Linked DNA regions of Sus scrofa: region 1 is linked to region 2. A link is a contact called in public HiChIP or PLAC-seq data. All regions are on one chromosome and are shown on one strand. Each heading gives the region's core, a stretch centred on a gene start, on an enhancer-like site or on the middle of the called end of the contact. The rest is flanking DNA. Distances are from core to core; before and after follow the strand shown. Region 1 has its middle 8.1 kb from the start of SLC25A38. Region 2 holds the start of CX3CR1 (CX3C chemokine receptor 1).

Region 1 (4,929 bases), core at 1,628-4,127, 64 kb before region 2:
GAGGCAAGGGGGAGCTAAGACAGAGTTTTGCAGCAAAGGGCAGGTAGTAGGAACAAAAGATTACTGCTAATAATAGAAAACCAGGTATCTCACTTTTCTATCTGTGGGAAGATGCAAGGCCTGGGCTCAGTGAAGTCATTCCTTTGATATGCACCTCAGCTATCCTATGTTTTCACATCCTGAGTTTCCTTACGGCTTACCTTGCGAGTGGCTGCAGTCTGGTGGCTGCTGGATGGCAGGTGTTCTTTGTTTCCTTTCTGGGTTCCCTCAGGGCTCACTGGCTCGTCCTTGGAGGGGGCTGTAATGGCTCATGACTGGTGAGGACCTTTGTTTACTCATATGACAGGCAGTATCATTTCTCACTGTCATGGTCCCAAGTGCACTACCATGGATACTCCTGCAGGGACAGACAAGGGGAGAAAAGGAAAGAAAGAGTCACCCAGGACTCCACGCTGCATGCCAGGTTCCAGTGAGTTGATATGCTGAGTGGTTTCCCATCATCCAGGAACAAATTTTTTTTTTTTTTTTTTTGCTTTTTTTTGCTTTTTAGGACCACACCCGCGGCATATGGAGGTTCCCAGGCTAGGGGTCATTTTGATGCTACAGCTGCCGGCCTATGCCACAGCCACAGCCATGCCAGATCCAAGCTTCCTCTGCAAACTACACCACAGCTTATGGCAAAGCCAGATCCTTAACCCACTGAGCGAGGCCAGGGATCGAACATGCAACCTCATGGTTCCTGGTTGGATTCGTTTCTGCTATGCCACAACTGGAATTCCAAGAACAGATTCGTGAATAGCTCAGGCTCAAGCAGAGAAGTGAGAGCAAAACAAACGCAGGGGAAGAAAGCAACGTGTCTGAAGCAAGTTGCACCTGCTTAGATGAGAATGAACTAAAAGCAGAAGGCCCCCACCCCACTGCCAGCCCCAACCACAAATTCTGTCCAATCTTGTGTTCCCTCTGGGTTGGTCTCCAAGGGAAACTAGAATGACACAGTGAAGAAGCATGGGCTTTGCCGGCAGAGAGACCCAACCCTAAATCCCACATTTCTAGCCACATGACTTCAGTCATACAACCCCTTGGGCCATCTGTTTTTTCATCTATAAGATAGAAACAAGGAATATCTCCTAAGAAATTTTGTGAGCATTAAATTAAGATAGCCAAAGCCCTATATACAAGGACTGGTATATGCTAGCTACCGAACAAGAATGCTTTCCCCCCCTTCTCCTTTCTAGTGTCCACTGTTTACTCTATTGCCATTTAGGAGGTTCATATCAGTGAGGAAGAAGTCCCTAACAGGGAGAGGCCACACCTCTAGTGGGTGCCTGAGGGCCTGGTGGAGCGCCTCAGTCCAGGGAGCCAGTAGGAATGCGGGTTAGGCTCCTCTGGGCTGCAGTAACAGAGACCCCGCTGAAGGCAGCCATGGACTCGCCAATGGGCGTCTCAACTCCTCCCCCTGCTCTTTGACCAAAAAAAAAAAAAGTCCCTCTGAGCTGCTAGCTGGGATGGTCCTCTGTGCCTCACCCAGGCAGGCCTGCCAGAAGGAGTCTGGGCTGGAGCAAGCAGACACACTTCTCCGAGTCACTGTGCAAGACGACACAAAGCTGAGTGTCTCCATTTCGTGATCCAGAGAAAGAGGTGAGCAGGCAACTTCTACCATTTGAACTGAAGAGAAGGGTTGAGTCAATGGGGAAGCCCTCTTCTTGGGCTGGAGCTGGCGTTCTCTAGGGCAAAAAGCATCGGACCTGAGGAGGTCCTTGGGAAAACCCACTGCCCTTAGCCTTCTATCTGCACCCCCTGGGTTGGCCCCATAAGCCTCTGGAGGCAAGGAGCAGCTTCGGAAGAAGGAGTAATACTTGCAGTGTGAGGGACAGTAAGGAGGAATAATCAGCCCAGGGATTCCGGGTACTACGTATAGGGACAGAAGAGAATAGTTACATAGGTGGTTGGAGAAGTCCCTGTAGGTGACTATAGATAGAGAGGGAGACCAAAGGAACTGTAAGTTCACAATTGCTCAAGAAAGCCATCAGAACATCTTGGAATGAAGCGAGCTTGCTTAACTATAAAACCACAAGTGAAAATACAAGATATGCCTCAGGTCATTCAGTGAAAGTTAAAATGAGGTCTGCATTGAAGTTTAGCAAGATAAGGATCCTTAGGACCAAGGACAGAAATTTAAGGGAAGGATGACATTCCAAAGTAGGAGACCTTCATTATACAGAAATCTGAGATGATTCAACATATTTTAATGTATGTTATCACCCTTCTGCTGATTTGAATAAGCTCTATGACAGTCCTAGTCTGACCTCATAAGGTCAAATACTCTCTTACCCAATATGAAGGAGGAGCTAGCGATGTAAGCCTGACATCTACTTGAAAAACGAGGAAGAAGGCGGTCTTTTCCTGTTCCCCACTTTCCTTAGATTACAAAGTGGGCTGACGGTGGTAGATCAAGGAATAAGCAGGCAAGAATATTTTCTGTAAAACAAGCATATAATGTCTGCTCCTCCTGCCATAGGTCTGAGATTTCAGTGGGATTTGTTTGTACAGTGTGACCTCCAAGGGAAATGGGGAGTTTAGAGGCCCTAACTGAAGGTCAAGGGTAAAGCCTCTAATACACTGAATCCAATACTCATCAAACACTTGTATTTTTCCCAAGATTCTCAAAGCAGAATTTTGAATGACAGCTTAGGTATATAAAATTAGAAGAATTGCAGCTAGTTCCGACTGTCTCTTTAAGACAGGATCCCATCACCTACCATTGTTTTCCAGCCATTATCCTTCACTTGTTCAGGCGCTCTGCTCAAACTCACCACTAGAGGGAGTGCGAGTCTTGTTCTCAACAGGTTCTGGCTCCTGGCCTCAGGAGTCACTGGACAGCAGCCCACTAGCTACAGCCTCGAGGTACCAGGCAGTGCCACTTCCCTCCATCCCAGGCAGTGCCACTTCCCAATTCCTCCCTCATACTGCACCTTTCTGGTCCACAGGAGATGGTGGGGCCAGCAGGCATAAGGAGACACCATGAGTGACTGCAAGCAGGGGTGGAGAGAGCCCTGACCCAGGAGTCAGGAATTCCTGATTCTAGTCCAGGCTCTGCCGAAAACTCACTTCATCACCTCTCTAGGCCTCAGTTTTCTCATTTGTAAAAACAGCAAGTTGAGCTAGGTGGCCTCCACGTTCCTTCTCTGGCCTAATGCATGTGAGTCTGGGATCACCATGTCTAGACTCTCAGACCAATGCAACCTACGCAGGAGGTGTGGGAACTGGGCTGGGGCACAGAGCTCCTCGTAGAAAATGCACACATGTGAGCAAAGTTTTGCCAACAGTTCCACATGATCCTTCCAGCCCAGGTTAAGCACTCCTGGTATAGGGGTGTGAACTTACCTGGGAAAGCGTTAGTGATCCTAGCAAAGACTGCCTCTTCGAGGAACTGCACAGAGAGCTAACAACCCAGAAGTCATGTCCATGTCCCTTCCATGGTCTTCTCCATGAATTCATTATATAGCCCCATCATGATGGAGCTCCAGCTGGTACCGGGGAGGGGACACATTTTGTATCAGAATGGAGGTGGCTACTTGAGACCTGAAAAGTCCAAAAGAGGTATCAGACTATGCCTGGTCTGATTCCAATTTGATGTATTTATTCAAGTATGTATTTAATAGAAGGGCCCATTTTTACCAGGCAGAGCAAGTATAAATGGCCAGAGATGAGAGAGAGCATGTCAGGTTCCCAGAACCGAACAAGTGGAAATGTCTGGTTGTAGGGAAGGAGGGCGAGAGAGGAGGACAGAGGGAAAGACTGGGGACCTGAGCTGCCATGTTAAAGGATTTGAGTTTTATCCGGAAAAGTTATAAGTAGGAGAATGAAACAGTCAGATTTGCACATTAGGCGGTTCCCTGCTTGCACACCGGAACTTGTACTCTGGTCAGGCCTCAATGACATTGGAAGTCTGGCTGATAAACAATTTGAAGACACAGTCTTTTCCTGGCCGTTTCCCTCTCCTGCTCCCCCATGTCCTCCAGGCTCTTCTCTCAAGATGGTTACACCTCGGCTGACTCTCTGGTTTATTATGCCGCTTTGCTGTCTATTATAACGGGGCTCAACCAGAGATCCCCATTTCTGGCAGATGACAAGGAGACTAGTTCTAGGTGCTCAGCCCTCCTCCCAGGATTTTGGGTAATCTATCACATGGCAACATCTTCTCGTACCTTCCATTTGGTTGTCGTTCATATTTACCTGTGCCAAACGGTCCTTCCTGCTCTTGGAGTTTCTACTTTTTTCTGCCTCAATTATTGGCTTACTCACAGTTCCCTGTGTATGCCTTTCCTTAACCACACGGATGGAGGAAATATAGATTCTTATATTGTTTACCAACAGAAAGACTCTTAAGTGGAAGGGGGTATCTTACAACTAGGAACAGTTCCCCATCCTTATTGTCCTCCTGCAGGGAGCTCTTTTGCCAACTAGTAGAGAGTAGAGTGGCATTTGAATTCCATATTCATAATCTCTTTCCACTAATACACTGCCCCTAATGCTATTTGCCCCTTAACTGCTCTGAACATCAGTTTTTGTTTTTTGTTTTTTGTTTTTTTCTTTTCTTTTTTTTTTTTTTTTGCTGCACTCATGGCATATGGAAGTTCCCAGGCCAGACACTGAATCCTAGCCGAAGTTGTGACCTGCACCACAGCTATGGCAATGCCAGATCCTTAACGCACTGCACTGGGCCAGGGATCAAACCCGCACTGCCACAGAGATAACACCAGATTCTCAAACTGCTCCACCATAGTAGGAACTCTTGAGCATCAGTTTTTAAATCTGTGAAATGAGAATAATGCCACCTGCCCTATAGTTTGCTGTGAGAACTGCATGAGGTCATGACATAGGAGAGTACATGGCCCAGAGCAAGCATTCCAAAATGTTTGTTCCAAT
Region 2 (5,399 bases), core at 5-2,504:
AGGACCACAGTGACTAGAGCCAGGGTTGTGCTGGGCACAGGTGGTGAGAAGGGCAGTGAGGAGCCAGGGAAGGCCTGGGGGGGGTGTCATCAACCACTCAATAAACACATGTACTGAGGGCCTACCTATTCCAGACACTGGCTAGGCCCTGGGAAGGGGTGACCAGGAGGAGTCTTGGCCTTGAATGTGACTCGGGCAGGTAAGGAAGTGGTAGGAAAGCAGTGTGGCCATGGTGGTTGAGATTCTAGTTCCAGTCAGAGAACCATTTGGCCAGGGTTGGGGGAAGGATCACAGCCTGGAAATCAGGACCCAACTGGGTGGCACATCCCACTGGAGCAGCCTGGACCACTGCCCATCAGATACACAACATGGGCTTAACTGCAGGGTACAGGGAACCACAAAGAGCCTTAAAGGAGGGAGTTGAGGGGAAACATGCTATTGAGTGCCCACCAGGTGCCAGGCACTCTGTAGGTGCTTTCTGTGCCAATGCCTCTCAAACTCAATATGTTGACCATCTCCTAAGAACGTCATTAAAATGCAGTCTCTATATTCCCTATCTTGTAATAACCTATAGAGGAAAATAATCTGAAAAAGAATACATATATGCATAACTGAATCACTTTGCTGTATACCTGAAACACTATAAATCAACTATACTTCAATAAATAAAATTTTTTGTTTTTATAAAACAATATAGGCATACCTTAGAAATATCGTGGGTTTGGTCCCAGACCACCGCAATAAAGCAGATGTCATAATAAAGCGAGTCACATGGGAAAAAAAAATAAAGATACATAGAGGTGAATTTTCTTTATCATGAATAAAATCTATAAGGCATCGAAAAGGAAAAAAAAAAAAGCAGAGTCTTACTTCAAGAGGCCTAGGGCAGGGTCTGACGTGCTACATTTCTGATAAGTTCCCAGCTGGGACCACACTCTGAAGAGAAAATCTGTAGCTCAGCAAACCTGCACCCCAGTGAGTATTATGGGCTCCCTTTTACTGGCAGGAAAACTGAGGCTCAGTTCCTGGGCTTTCTTGAAGCATATCATTAAGGAGAGCTGCACTGTTCCCTGCCCTCCACTCACATTGGGGTAGGGGTAGATAACACAGCCCCCAAGCTATCACTCCCTCCAAACCCCTCCTGGTCTGTCCCCAGGCTTGTGTGTGCCCCTAGGCTCCCAGGTTTGTGAATTCAGACCCTCCTGTCTCAGCTGGCCTCTAGCCTGGAGCTTCTGAACTTGCGTGGGCAGCATCTAAACATAGTCTACCTCACAGGAAACCAGACACTATTGGCTAACTTTGCAAATAAGGAGGGAGGGAAAGGGAAATACTCTCTGGTAGAGTCTTCGCAGGACAGGGTGGCGGATTGGCACATCCAGAAGTTCCCTCCCCAGGTCCAGCCCAGGTAAGAGAAGAGGATGTGGTTAGCACCTGAGGGTGCCCTGTGGGTGCCAGGTGGGGGAGGCACTTTGGTCAGAGGTCAAAGTGGGTTAAAGAGGCTGGTTTGCTTCACATCCTAACAAGCGATACCATTTTCCTGAGGATACTGCAACCTAAATGTCCAAGGGGCTTGGGAGAAGTGGGGAGAGGACAGTGGGTAATTAGATCATTTATGATCTGCTCAATGTGATGCAATATGATTAAAAGCATTAGTAATTACATTTCAGGGACATGGAGAAATGCTCATTTTAAAAAAGCATCACTTAAAATTGTATCAGGGAGTTCCCATCCTGGCTCAGCAGAAATGAATCTGCCTAGTATCCAAGAGGACGCAGGTTCAAGCCCTGGCCTCGCTCAGTGGGTTAAGAATATGGTATTGCCATGAACTGTGGTGTAGGTTACAGACTCCACTTGGATCTGGCATTGCTGTGGCTGTGGCACAGGCAGGTGGATACATTCTGATTCAGCCCTAACCTGGGAACTTCCATACGCCATGGATGCAGCCCTAAAAAAGACAAAATAAAATAAAATTGTATCAGATTTCCCTGGTGGCTCAGAGGTTTAAGGATCCAGCGTTGTCACTGTAGTGGCTCAGGTTGCACTATGGCATGGGTTCAGTCCCTGGCCTGGGAACTTCCACATGCCACAGGTATAGACAAAATAATAATAATAACAATAATAATAAAAAAATAAAATTGCATCTGCCCATGATTACATGTAGGATGAATAAACAAGGTCCTACTGTATAGCACAGGGAACTATATTCAATATTGTATAATAAACCATCAGGGAAAGTAATATGAAAAAGAATATACATTAAAAAACTAAATCATGGAGTTCCCGTCATGTCACAGTGGTTAACGAACCCGACTAGGAACCATGAGGTTGCGGGTTCAGTCCTTGCCCTTGCTCAGTGGGTTAAGGATCCGGCATTGCCGTGAGCTGTGGTGTAGGTTGCAGACGCGGCTTGGATCCCGCGTTGCTGTGGCTCTGGCGTAGGCTGATGGCTACAGCTCCGATTCGACCCCTAGCCTGGGAACCTCCATATGCCGCGGGAGCGCCCAAGAAATAGCAAAAAGACAAAAAAAAAAAAAAAAAAAAAAAAAAAAAAAAAAAGCTAAATCACTTTGCTATTCAGCAGAAATCAACACATTGTAAATCTGGTATAAAATAAAATAAATTTTTTTAGAAAGGTAAAATCACATCTGGATGATACTGAGGAATTATTAACTTTTTAAGGTGAGAAATAACATTGAAGTTATTTTTAAATAATTTTATTTTTGTCTTTCTTATTGTTTTAGAGATTCACACTTAGTTAAGTTTATGGGTAAAATGTCATGACATCTGGATTTATTTTAAATAATCCAGTAGGGCATAAAGTGAGGAATAGATAAAATACTGATCATGAGTTGCGAATTATGGAAGCTGGGTGGTGAGTGCGTCGGGGTCCTCTCTGCTTTTTTATGTTCAGGAATTGTATAATAAAATGCTTTTAAAATAGTATTTTCATTTTAGATATAAATATACTCTATATTAATATTAAAAATATGCATAAAGATAGGATGAGAAAGCTAAAAGCTAGCTGTGGTTAGCTCTGGGAAGCCGGATTGTAGATAGTTTTGTGTTTTATCTTTCCTTTCCACGTCATGCTTTTTTGTGCCATCTGCATTTTATATTTCATTTTTTTGTCTGCACCCAGCACATGGAGTTCCTGAGCCAGGGATGGATCAAATACGAGCTGCAGCTACAACTTACGCTGTAGCTGCAGCAATGCCAGATCCTTGACCCACTGAGGGGATAGAACCCACACCTTAGCAGCAACTCAAACCATTGCAGAGACAACGCCAGATTCTTAACCCACTGTAGTACCACAGTGTGAACTGCCCCATCTATATTTTTGTGAGCATCTATTGCATTTATAATGAAAACTATTTTCAAAACAAACTGCTGACACAACTCTGATGTTCCATATTGATGTATGCTGTTGGGACACTCGGGCTCAGAAGGTCTGTGTCATTGGAAAACACAATCATCAGAAAGAAAGTATGAGCAGACACACATGTGGATGCAAAACGGGAGGAAAGACATCTGGCGCCACAGCTGGCTGGGGCCTGTCACTTCTCACTGCGTGACCCACATCAGGTCACTGCCCCGGGGCACCGCAGTCTCTGCTCTGTGAGTTCACAGCCCAGTCCAGAGGAAGGCCAGGGAGTTTGAGGATTTCTCTCCTCCTGCCCTCCCTCTGCAAAAAAGGCTTTTTCTTTTTCAAATAGTTGAAATAGAAAACTTGAGGAAGAAAAAACTTGAACCCAAAGAAAAGAAGACTGGACTGTGTGAAAAGCAGGCATGAAAACTTCCCCATTTTCTTGGGAAACTCCAGGGACACTTAGGCTTGGCGGGGAGGTGGAGGTGATGGATTCACATCCTTCACCTTCCTCTTTGCTTGGGCTTTGTTTTCACAAAGGGATGCGGGATAGGAAACAGTCCCAGCCTAAAATCAATTCGACCCCTCTTAGCCCTCAGACTGACCTGGCTCTCACCCAGGCCCTTGGCTTCAAAGGAAGCACCACTGTGTGTGAGTGTGTACTAGCCACCGTCTAGCCCTGCTCCACACCTGTCACTCTCACCACCTCACAGGTAGGCGGGGGAAAGAGCTTGGCTCTGGAATGAAGGCCAAGCTCTGCACTTGACCTTGCTAAGCCTTAGGTTCTGCTTTTAAAATGAAACCAGCCATGAGTTGATAACAGTCGAAGCCGAGTGATGGATACAGGCTGGGTTTCTGTGAGGATGAAGGGTGCGGCATATAAAGTTCCAGGCTCACTGCCTGGCCCATATTTGGTGCTCGAGAAACAATGTATGTTGTCATTATAGGAAACTGAGGTTCAGAAAGTTTGTGTACCTTCAGATCACTGACTACTTTTGCGTGAGGCTGTGAGAGGCAGAAGAGGACGGGACATGCCAGAGCTAAGTCAGTCTCAGGACAAACTTCCATTCCCTGCCATACCTCCCCCACCCCCACTCCCAGGAGGCACCCTATCCCCAGCCTGCCTGGGCTGCAAAAAACCCAGCAATATCAGGTGTGGTCCCAAACCAGAGACCTTGGCCTCAAAGAACCTCTTTCCAGGGATCAGGGACACGACTTACCCACCCCCCCCAAGCCCAACCACTGACCTGGAACTGAGTCCTCAGCTACCCGTATTTAATGAGGCTCAGACCTTCCCCCTTGAAGAGGATCAGAGCCAGCACCTGCAGGTCAGGCTGGACAGGGAGGGCTGCTTTGCTATTCCAGGATGGGTCATAGCTGTGAGGCCCTGGGCCAAGGGTGGACAGGCCAGGTCTTTTCCAGTTTTTCCGAGCACAGGCTCTGATTCCTGGCAGTACAGTTCAGGGGGGTTCTGACCCTGGAAGACCTCCCTACAAAGATAGCAGAGAAAGAAAACACTTTTCTTGCTGAATATGCTTTAAATAGGCACCACAGGCAATCTTCCAAGAGGGAGTAAAGAGCCAAAAAAATTTCAGAATGGCCAGAAACACCCCTTAACACACGTTCTCAAGATAAACAATAACTAGCCCTCAAGTGAGAGAACTTCAAACGTTAAGTTTACCTGGTCACTGGGGTCACCATCTGTATCAGCCGGTTGGCTTCATCCAGAAGAGAAACTTCTCATCTCTTTATGATCAGAGGGAATGGTGCAACTTGGAGCCAGGTTCCCACCCAAGTCAGCCTCCTGCTCTCCCACTGGGACCAGGAGCCTGGGCACCTCGATGTTTGCATTTTGGAGAGATGGCTGCTAGGCCAGAAAGCTGACAGAGGAATGGATCACATTTTCAAATGGATATATATCCGCATTTCAAAGAGGGGAGGAGGAGGCCAGGGGACTCCTGTCCTTTATTTTCGAAAGGGAGAATTAAATCTCTTATTTTTCACTTTTACTTGTCCTTACACCAGTGTATGATAA

Evidence for each region. HiChIP or PLAC-seq counts read pairs in DNA pulled down with a chosen protein or histone mark.
Region 1: an H3K27ac HiChIP or PLAC-seq map of alveolar macrophages shows a contact between it and region 2, with 7 times the contacts expected there. The contact joins the enhancer-like site here to the promoter of CX3CR1 in region 2. A contact is called at or near these places in 1 of 5 promoter capture datasets (liver), 9 of 47 Hi-C or Micro-C datasets (alveolar macrophages, blood, embryonic fibroblasts and 3 more) and 1 of 2 datasets of contacts at active chromatin or transcription factors (alveolar macrophages).

What each region holds. Positions count from the first base shown.
Region 1 is chr13:24,019,974-24,024,902 of Sscrofa11.1, reverse strand. No RefSeq gene overlaps it. Among named protein-coding and RNA genes, the nearest start is that of SLC25A38, 8.1 kb to the left of the region's middle. Within about 2 kb of position 2,877, at least 4 of the 83 cell types and tissues checked have an H3K27ac peak or open chromatin away from gene starts, as enhancers often do. A contact at or near this core is called in alveolar macrophages, where this site is marked.
Region 2 is chr13:23,953,422-23,958,820 of Sscrofa11.1, reverse strand. CX3CR1 (CX3C chemokine receptor 1) reads left to right here and starts at 1,254. Exons shown (of 2, transcript XM_003358374.4): 1 at 1,254-1,405. It overlaps LOC110256576 (a long non-coding RNA gene), which reads right to left. Exons shown (of 3, transcript XR_002338216.1): 2 at 5,046-5,244; 3 at 3,324-4,854.